2 separate regions of the Gossypium hirsutum genome follow, and region 1 is linked to region 2. Evidence: chromatin contacts called from public Hi-C data. All regions are on one chromosome and are shown on one strand. The core of a region is the stretch at or near the end of the contact, and the rest is flanking DNA. Distances in the headings are between cores, read along the strand shown. Region 1 overlaps LOC107891771. Region 2 holds the start of LOC121209871 (a long non-coding RNA gene).

Evidence for each region. Hi-C and Micro-C count contacts between places; a contact is called where the count stands out from the background.
Region 1: a contact with region 2 is called in a Hi-C map of hypocotyl, with 6 times the contacts expected there. The contact joins two enhancer-like sites. A contact is called at or near these places in 5 of 34 Hi-C or Micro-C datasets (callus, hypocotyl and leaf).

What each region holds. Positions count from the first base shown.
Region 1 is chrA11:94,304,937-94,310,662 of Gossypium_hirsutum_v2.1, forward strand. It overlaps LOC107891771, which reads left to right. Exons shown (of 6, transcript XR_005905243.1): 6 at 2,299-2,679. It overlaps LOC107891758 (splicing factor SF3a60 homolog), which reads right to left. Exons shown (of 13, transcript XM_016816659.2): 9 at 5,514-5,672; 10 at 5,285-5,362; 11 at 4,529-4,657; 12 at 3,687-3,833; 13 at 3,049-3,409. The coding sequence ends at 3,263. Among protein-coding and RNA genes, the nearest start is that of LOC107891758, 6.6 kb to the right of the region's middle. Within about 2 kb of position 2,710, at least 6 of the 9 cell types and tissues checked have an H3K27ac peak or open chromatin away from gene starts, as enhancers often do. A contact at or near this core is called in hypocotyl, where this site is marked.
Region 2 is chrA11:93,837,345-93,842,755 of Gossypium_hirsutum_v2.1, forward strand. LOC121209871 (a long non-coding RNA gene) reads left to right here and starts at 5,257. Exons shown (of 2, transcript XR_005905022.1): 1 at 5,257-5,411. Within about 2 kb of position 2,552, at least 2 of the 9 cell types and tissues checked have an H3K27ac peak or open chromatin away from gene starts, as enhancers often do. A contact at or near this core is called in hypocotyl, where this site is marked.

The sequences.
Region 1 (5,726 bases), core at 1,460-3,959, 470 kb after region 2:
TATGTGCAAAAAAGTATCAGAGTGCCTTATGTTTGTATGTTAGTTAAGCAGATTATGGTTAGAACCTGCAGTAGGATCAACTAATTAGTTGATCAAAAACTACACCCAATTTTGTAATAGTCTACTTGCATATTTGCATATATTTAATAATAATCTCGTGTCAACTAATTATTCTATTTTTTTATTTAATTGTTTTGTTTTCAACATTTTTTTATTTGAGTTGAAAGAAGAAAAACATGAATTGTAATTTTGACTTAGAAAAGAGAATATTCATTACTAGCTTAAATAATCAATGTTGATATTTCACATGGGAATGGATATTCTAATCTTATATTTTACATGGTTATGATTTAAGTCCTTATTTCATTTAAGTAACTTCATTATAATATCTTATTTTATTGATATTTTTATATTTAATCTAGTTTTTATTATTTATTTTAGTTTTGATTCTAAATTTTTATTTTTATTTTAATATTTATGATAACTTAAGTTCTAACTTTTGGATTTTAATTGTGTTATTAATTTATTATTTTAAATTCTAAATTTAAATTCATTAATTTTTGTATTTAGTTTTAAAGTTAAAATTTTAATAGAAAATTTAATTTGATAATGAATTTTTATAGAAAATTTTTATATTTATATCATGGATATTATTCTTCTCAATATTTTGATAATGAATTTTAAATTTTTTATATTTTTCATGACCTTTATAATATTTTATATTTTTTTTTGAATTTCATGATATTTAGCGGCGTTTGTGCGAAAATCTTTAGCGGCGTTTTTTCAAATAAACGCCACAAATTTTAGCAGCGTTAGCAATAGTGACGTTTTTTGTGACACTTGTAAAAACGCCTCAAATAATTTTAATGGCACTTAAAAGCGCCGCTAAAGGCCTAAAAAAAAGTCCCCCCCAGTTAATTTTACTGTAGTGATTAGGGGTTGTAAAGCTGTGATACTCTCAGTGTCCACTAGGATGTAGATATTTCTTCCCTTAATAGAACCTTGTATTCTCAAAGTGCTAAACCCAGCACTGCCAATCAAAGAATTAATAGAGATTTCTAATACTCCTTCATTCTTTTCTCCATTAACAGGTAAGGATTCTTCAGTGGATTCCTCCTCAATCAACACTTCAGTAGGATGCTCAGCTCCTTCTTCTTCCATGGAATTTAACTCTTTAACCTTGCATTGGTGGCCAGGAAGAAACTTATCTCCACATTTAAAACATAGGTTATCGGTTTTTCTGTACTCCATGATATTATGTCTGTTAGGAACAATAGGTGGTGGGGTCATGTTAGGTCTAGGTGTGGTAGAGTTTGTGGTAGGATAGGCTTTTGTATATGTAGAGGAAGAGTTCGGTTGGAAAATTTAGGTTTTTATTTTTTTGCTTCAAGTTCCATGGAAAGTTCATGAAGTTTAGCGTGTTGAAAGGCAATAGACAAAGATGAAGGTTCATTCACCTTAAGTCTAACTTTGGTTTCTTCGTCAGTCCACTCACAAAACTGGACACAAAATACTCTTCATTTAAGTGCAAATTATACTGGAGCATGAAAGACCTCAAGTCTTCAAATTTTTCTTGGTAGTCCTCCACTGATCCTCTTTCTGTCAACTTGTTAAATTCTTCCACCACATCAAGGCAGGTTCTATCACAAAACCTGAGATACAAATCATTGGCAAAATCCATCTTGTCAAATTGTCTTTCTGTAGTCTCTACCTTCTAATGTTCTTCCATTGAAAATAAGTTGAAATACTTTTTACACTTCATATCCACGCTCAAGGATTTGCTCCATTAAAGTTCTGTAATTCGATTTTTGGTCTAAGGGAAAATAGGCCAAGGTTTCTAGACGCGTTAGTGTTTGTGTTCTTTTATATTAGTTGCATCTCTTTAAAGGTAGGTGAACTGCTAGACCCAACTAAGTGTGTCGTTGCTTTTTCCATGTGAAGGTTTGGAGAATGGTTTTGGAGCTAAAACACCTGATTCATTTCGTTGATAAGTATACCTTTCATTGTCATCAGTAACTGTTATCTGGACGGGCTTTTTTCCATCAGCTTTAGATAGTGTTTGAATAGGGTACCTGATTAGTTTTCTGGTTAATGTTTGCAATGGTAAGAGGTTGTGGTGCTTGGCCTTTCTGAGACAACAGGTCCAAGATCCTACTAATGTATCCCTGAATCTCGATAAATTGGCCTCTATTCTCTGTTGTTGCTCAGTAAACTTCACATCAATGCTTTCTTTCTGCTTTTCCTATCAATTTGGATTAATGTTTTCAACCTGCAATATTTCCAATTGTTTTTTTCCAGCTGTTCCTGGAGTTGCTAGATCTCGGTACCATCAGAACCAAACATGACAATGGCCTTCCTCAGCTTTCCCAGCTCGAACCAATAGATCTTTCGGTAGCCTTAATACCAAATTATTATAACCCACTCGTTTGTGTACTGAAATTACTGAAGAAATTAGAGGTTTAAGGAGAATAGAAGAAGATGGAGAAGAGAAGAGTTATCATTCAGGATAGAGAAACAATTGTTACAGCAACCCTTATACATGAAATTGTTGTAACAAATTTGTAATCAAATTGTACTATCATTATTTTTAGACTGTTGGCATCAACATTTCAGGGGCTTCTGGCTTGAAATCATCAGTACCCTTCAGCTATGGATATCGAGCCTTTTCCTTTCAGAGCATAAAGATTTGTTGACCCATCTTCCATTCTCTTTTTTCGATATTTCCGCATTCATCTCTGATCCACTCTTCAAGCCCATTAGTTCCTGTCCTTCTACTTCTGTACTTGGCCCATTAATTCTCGACCTTTCCCTGCCTTAATCCGTTCCTCATCCGTTTCACCATCTCTGCATTGTCTCAACATGTTGTAATCTATTTTCTTTTCCTTGTGAGTTTCCTAAAAAGGAAACGAAGGAGACGGCATAAACGTGGAAGAGCATACGAAACCAAATGTTCAAATTTCTCCTTATTGTCCATTTTTATATTATATTGCTCGTCCTCGAGGTGTAAATGGCTCAGCATTCATATTCACAAGGTGCTGCGCAAGCAAATTTTCCAGGGTTTAACTGTTACTTTGAACTAAGTAATTAGTTTTGTTGAGCTACAAATTCAGACAACTGTCTTACAAACTCTTCTAACCTCTATCCCTCAGGGTTGCCACAAAAGCATTAATCATACATACATGATGATCAAGGTTGACAGGTAACAAAATTAAGAACCATGTCCCGAGGCATGGGAAACATCTAACTCTCAACACAAGCGTCTTTAAATCAGTCCCTGCCGCTGCAGATCGGTATACGTCTTCTTGTTATAAATGTTGCCCTCTTTATCTTCGTATTCTTCTTCAAGATCTGGACGCCACTTGTTCACTCCTTGCCGTTCTCGTATCTTCTCCCACAATTCTTGTGCTTCCTGCGCAACCAATTTTCCAATTTCAAGCTTCCAGGTTAATCACTATACATTTATACCTAAAAAAACTCATAAATTAGATTTGAAAAACGTTTGTGTACAAAGAGAAGTAAACTCTAGCTATCTTTTTGCTTTACATGGACAAACAAAGCATTGGTTGTGAAACGGAGAACCAAAGGTGATGGCACATAAACACAATCATGAAAAAACCAAACATAGGCAGATGAAGCAGAAAGAACATAAATCATTGCGCAATATCTGAATAACAAACAACTCATACCTGAATATTGGTGATTTCATTAAAGTTCTTGGTGTTCGGAATACCAAGGCATCGCATGCCATGCTGATGCCGCCATTCTTTGAAATGCCTCTCAAAAGCCCGACGGCCCCAGTAGCTGTAGTTCCCACAAATCTCACACTTAAACTCCTGAAGAATAAAAAAGAAATGGGGGGGGGGGGCAAGGCTGTATAAGTTCCAGAACTCAAAAATAACTAGGCAATCAAAGAGTGAAGAAAAATTCAAAAGCCCTAGAACAACCACTCCATCCTTCCTCCTAGGGCCAAGATCAAGATAAAAATCAAACTGCTCAAGCTCACTCAGCTAAATTCAATTAAGCTCATTTTATCTAGTAAAATATAAGAATGATTCTAATGCTTAATTTCAAACTTGATTATTTATGATTGAGCTTAGCTTCGAGTTTGAGTTCAAATTGAGAGTTTCCAATATTATTAAAAATAGAAAAGCTCGATTAGTCTCGCAAGTTAATCTGTCAAGAGTTAGGATATTTAAATTTAGCTTGCTTGATAGCTCAACCTCGACATCCACCGAACATGATAAAGTTGAACTCAGAAGTACAGATGTCTCACTAACACTCCTACTTCCTCTTCCCTCTTGATTTAGAAGAAAAATGTGGATAGAAACATCAACCTTTTTATTAGAATTAGTTGTAAAACATCAAGGAAAATGTACCTATAGGTTTAAGAAAACACAAAACAATAAAAAAGATTTAATGTTATATTCGTTCGAGCTTTCACTGTTTTTTGTTTAGTCATCTGTAAGTTGGCAAAGTATCTGCATGCGCCAAAATTCACATCACATAAAGAATTAGTAGGAGAAATTACCTGACCAAGACCATGAAGTTTGTAAAGCCAGTAAGGTATAGGCTTGCCATCCCAACCCATTGGCAATTTAAGAGGATTATAGATCTGTTGATCTTCATCATCACTTTCCGTGTCAACTTGTGTCTCTTCCTATTAGAAAGCAACAATTTATAGTAAGAGAACCACAACAGACAGAATTTAAAGATAGCCAAAATTTTCAAGAAAAAGTTTCTGCTTTTGTTTACTATAAACAGAAATTAGAAGAGGGACCGACAACTCAAAAGGCACTGGTTAACCATGACAGTTGCCCAAATGTCAGCAACTTCTTATGAAAAAAGAAGTCCAATCAAAGATAAAACATTCATTGAGTGAACAATCAAAGCTGATGGTTGTTTCACCATCATTTGATCAGTTAATTTGATCAAAGATATTTCATCCCCTCTATTTGTTTCGCCTGATATATGGTCATAGGAATTATGTAAAAAACTAAAATTCCTAATTTCTTCCATTTAAATTGTGTCCTTTAGATTTAATTAAAAATGCAGAAATAAACTGCCCAATTAAGCCCGAAAGTGAGGCCTGCAGACCTGAAACAAGGTTGACACCCGGTTGATTGGTCCATACAGGCCCCAGCATTCAAAACTCTGCCTACAGCCATCCATACAAGGTGCTGAGGGCCAGGGTTAGTGAACTATAATCATACCATCACAATATAAGCAATGGATTTTGTTCTAGTATTAGATACACTTGAATTACTATGCCCAGAGATTAACTTACCTCCTCACGTTCTTGTTCCATTTCCTCATATGTCAATGCTTGCTTCTTTACCACATTTTCTTTTGTTTGTTCAATTGTCTGTAAAAGATCACAGAAATAGTAGTTAAAACCATCACTATAGTTACATATCTGGACTACAAACAGCAGCGACATACTTTTGCAAAGGCTTTCTCTCATGTTTCACATTTTTATCAAAGACAGTTAAGGGCAAAGTAAGCAACCAACTGACCTTACTCAGTAAATCAGCGAGTTTCTTCATCTTGGCCTCCATCAATGCAATATGTTTCAGACTGTTAATGTCTTGTGAAACTGCAGTAGACCCATTTTGTCGAGGTCCGAGTGAGCCTTTTGCAAAATGCTTTTTGTCCAGCTTTTCCAGAGGAGTGTGCTGCGGAAAAACATATAGACATTGAATGTACGTTTTTTTTTTTTCCAATTTATT
Region 2 (5,411 bases), core at 1,302-3,801:
ATTAGACTGCTTAAGTACGTAGCTCTTCCATGATCCAATCCTAGACATGCACACATCCATTGCCACACTTTAAGCTTATTACTTGTCCACGAACAACAAATTAAGTTTAAGTCTATTTAAAATATTTATTTCCTTTGAAAACATTTACGTTGCGGAAGCTTTGTTCGGTTATTGTGATATTTTAAAAATAAGTAACTTTTATAAAACGTGCCCTAGAGCTAACCAATTTAATAACCCAAAATATTAAAAAATAATAAAAAGAGTGACCTTATTACAACTTTAACCAGAATAAAAATAATCAAAATAATAAATGCGAAACTTATTTTAAAGAAAACAGAAACTTAATCTTCCTGGCCACTCTGAATCCCGCCTAGCTTCAAGTCCACCAACTAGGGCTCACTTGCAATGATGGGAGAGAAAGGGGGGTGAGTTTGGAAAACTCAGTGTGTAAAGTATCCCAACCAGAGCCCAAATTAGTTCAAGCTTTACTGGGCCTAAGCCTTATTCAGAATTTAGTGTTAACTAGGCCTTAGCCCATATCAATATTAATCTGGGCCATAACCCCTTACAGTAACAGAGTATACTGGGCCCAGCCCATATCAGTATCAATCTGGGCTGTAGCCCTATTACAAGTCGAGATATATTGGGCCTTGCCCATATTAACACAGTTGGGCCCATTTCAATACAATTGGCCCATAACAGAACAATCTCATATGATTAATGCATGATAACATCATCCAACCCTGCACTTGCCTCCGTCCATCCCTACACTTCCTGTGGGGAATAAATCACCCACGCCATCCCTACACTTACAGTGTTAGCACCGATTGCGGCACTAACTATAATCCGCAGCAAAGCTGCTTATATCAGAATATGTGGCACAACCACCAGAACGGGTTCTTCCTCCATAACAAAACCCAACCCCATGCAACAGATATACATGTCATGGAATATAACAAACAGAACCAGAATATCATGCATTTCAGTCAAAATTAACCCTAGGGGTATAATGGTCATTTTGCACTTAGGGGTAAAATGGTAATTTTCATACTTAGGGGTAGTTCAATAAATTTTACTATTCTAGAGTTTACATACATATTCTAACCATTAACACATTAACAGAAGCACTTACCGAGCGTTTTTACCGAATTGGGCCCGTTGGCCCACTAACCCGTTTTCGGCCCATTAAGCCCAAATATACCGAAGTGCACGAAATTGCGCACTCTGCAATCATACTACTTGCGATTACCAAAATTAACAACCAAACCACCTCACGAGCGCTCGCACGCTCGCAAGTTCACAAATGCTGGCTTTTTGGCTTTTCGGCTTTTACCGATCTAGTCTATGAGTGGGTGTCATTTACACACCTGTTTTATGACGATTCATTGACGAGATCCATGCACGAACTACTTAAAATTATATTACTACCACGTTAATCTAACTACCGAAACGAACTACATATTAATCCCTTACCTTATTCGGCCAATAACACCTTAGGCACTAGCGATCCTACCTTTGCCGAAGTTAGCGACTAGGTTTAGATCCAGTTGTTCCACTTGTCCAAGCCCTTGATCAACAGCCTCTAGATCACACTATTATCAAAATAAAGTAATTATCACAACCCTTAGGGCTATAAACCCAAATCGACAGCCTCCCTAACCTTTAGGGGTTTCGACTTTTTCTAAAGTACGAAATAAAGACTAGGTTGGAAAGACTTACCACCAATTCCTTCAATCAACGATTCCCCTTAATTCCTACTCGATTCTGATGCAGTTCTAAGCCCTCAAATGATAACAAAAGTCGAGCCTTCAGTGATATTAAAATTTGGCTATGTCCCTATGGCTATGCGTTTTCGGCTTTTTGTAACAGTGAAGAAAAGATGAGGATTTTGTAATGGTTTTATTGACAGAAACTTGGGGTTTAGAGGGCTAGAGAATCGGTCAAGAATGATGAAGATAAGTAAAAAGATTTGGCTAGGAAAAATCGGCATAGGAGAAAATATAGGCTTTCGGGATTTCGGCTTTTTATGGGAAATGGTTATGAAGGTTTAGAAATGACTGATAAAAGATAGAGATGTACAAGATGATAGGAAGATTCCGCTATAGAGGAAAAAAGAAAAAGAAGAGGAGAAAGTAGATGGAGAGAAAAAGAAAAGAAAAGAAGAAGGAAAGAAATGGAAGAAGAGAAAATATCAAAACCCAAAGGAAATATTCTAAAATATCCCAAATATATACTGAAGAAAAAAAAACAATCAAAGGGAACAAAAATCAGCAATGACTAATTTACTCAAATCCAAGAGACTAGCCGAAAAAACTCCCCAACTAACACCCCATAGTTGGCTTAAATACTTACCCCACCTCTTTCCAATTTGAATTCCATTAAAATTCCTTCCTTAATTTTTGCCAAAATTTTAATTTGAATTACACCCAAATTCTTTCCCGTACAGTAACCTGCTTAATTCAAATTCCAATCAAGGTCTGGGTGTTTCGGTCCAGTTCAAATACCTTCCCCACGTGCAGCAAAAATCCAAACCTTGCGTGCGCAAACTGTAGCTCGGACCCCAGACCATCGTTCGCCTTGTGCTTACACCCGTGCTGCTGGCCACTGCACCAGGCTTCCTTCCTTACTAATATATGGTCACAATAAATTATAAACCTTACCTGCTTCAGTTCTGGCCCACTTTAAAAATAAAACAAAATTCACCCTCGTACCGAATCGAACCTGCACCCTCTCCTGTCCAGCACGCTGCTGCCACTGCGCCACAAGCGCTCTTTGTGTTAAATTATACCCGCAACTCATCTTAACCTTATTCTAGCTGCGATCTGCATATAAAAAAACACAAATTGCGCACGCCGCGCCTTGAACCCAGGCTCCTCCCACGCCCTCCTAGCACCCTTAGCCACTGGGCCAAATCCCTGCTTGTGCTAAAACTCAGCCCTATTTTATTAATGAAGCCTACTTCCCAGAAGAGGCCAAATTAAAACAATTTTTTTCCTAGAGTTTAAACACCAAAACAACAATACTTTTATAAATATATATTTTCTTTTTTATTTTTTTCTATCTAATAATAATAATTATAATAATAATAATTTTATAAATATATCTAATAATAAAAATTTCAAATATCAATAATATAGTAAATAATAATAATTTTCATAAAAAATTTCAAACATACATACAGTAATATTTTTTTAAGAACAATAATTTTATCTCATAATACTAATTATCCGTAATAATAAATATAGTAAAAATTTTCTAGTAGTAATTTAATTCAATTTTTTTTCTTAAACGATAATATTTAAAACTTCTTAATTATTCAAGTTTTCTTCTATCTGAATCCTAGACTCAAGGCCCAATTCTTTCTAGGCCCAATTTTTGAGGCGTTACAAGTCCCCAGTGGAGTCGCCAAGCTGTCGAAACCATTTTTTAATCGGGTTTTGGAAAATGGGAATCGACTTTAAGAAAACAAAAACGGGAGTCGCCACCAATCTTTTTAGGTGTGATTGGATCACCTTATAAAATGTTTTGTTTTAAAACATTAATTTTGGTCTACGAAAGTCGAGAAAACGGATTTGGGAGTCGGTTACGTACGAGGAAGGGTTAGCACCCTCGTAACGCCCAAAAATTGGTACCTAATTGATTATCACGTGTCTTTAATGTCGGAAATTTGAAAGTTTTAAGATGCAAACCTCTTTTAATTAGAATGTTTTAATTTTGAATATTAGAGTTCACTTGTATCAAATGAATCAAAATATTACGCCCAATAAGTTAGGAAGCAATATTTTTAAGACATTCGAAACTAAGCTAACCCTTTTTGAAAATCCTTATCTCAAAATGACAAAACGCCATATCCAGTAAGTTAGGACACAACATTTTGAAATTCCAAGACAGTTGCTCGTATTTTGAAAACCTTAAAACTTAGAAGGGTGCTTGACTATTTGAACTCAACGAGAAAAGTTGCAACCCAGTAAGTTAGGGCACTACCTTTTTCGAAGTGTCCAAATACCAAGCATTGCCCTTTTATTTTTGAAGTCTTTTGAATCTCGTTTTTAATTAATGCATAAGGAATCATATATATACATTATAACATATAGCATATTACAATAATAGGTAGCTAAAACATGTATTTAAATAATATGATAGCAATAATCTAAAGATCCTATGCTAGATACATACATAAATATAGCAAATCTTAGTTACATAACAACATACATATTAAGATATACATAGCATATATTGAAGAGAAATAAGCAAAATATACGAACACTCAAAGTAATAATTAATTTAAAAACAATGCATGATATATAATTAGACGTATAAATATATACAAAACAAATGTGATAATATATATAAAAAAATAATAATAACATATATATCAAACAAACAACACTTAATAATTTTATGTAGCTAGCTTTTAATATATAAATAATATAAAATATAACACTATATAAAATAATGTAATGATAAATGAATTTTAAATATTTAATAGTATATAAAAAAATGTTTAGTAGTAATTTATGCAATTTTTAAAACTATACATGATGATATATATATAAGAGACAAATGTACGATAAGATATAAAATAAAATAATATAATGTATAAAATTTTATAGGAAACATATAATAATATAATAACATAAATTTTTTTTATTATTTATCTATTATCAAAAAAATATATTTAATTAATAAAATATTAATAATACATCTACTATATAAAACAAAATAATATCATAGAACATAATAAAATTTAATTACATATAATTTAAAAATAAATGATAATAAATATAATATGATGGATAACATAAAAATAAAATATATATATCATTTTATATAACTAATATTTACAAAAATAAAATAATATATAAAGTATTTAAAATAAATTAAAAATATGTAAAAGGATTAAAATTTTAAAAAATGAAAACTTTGGGCTAATTAAAAGAATATAAAAAGAATTTGAGCCAATTAGGAAAACGCATAAAAATCGAGGGACTCACTGGGCAATTGGCCTTAATTCCAAAACGCCGTCGTACCTCAGAGTATAGTTCAAAAGCCATTAGGACTAAATTGAAATAACTATAAAATATTAAGGCCGAATTAAAAATAAAATAAAATGAAATTACAGAATTTAATAAATTGGGGGAATCAATTGAGCAACTCACCCACTTATCAAAAACACGCGGATCCTCCCCGGGTCATCGGGTCAACGTGCGGATCCTAAGCCTTGAAACGACACCATTTTATGTTTATTGAATTAAACCAAAACGGCACCGTTTCATCAAGACTATATAAGCCAGATTTTAGTTTTAAAATCATTTTGCACTCTGTTTTAGAAAAAAAGAAAAGAATCCTCTGAACGAGGACTTGGGGTTAGTTGTTGGAGGGCTATCGTGCCTCCGTCCGGAGTTTGCACG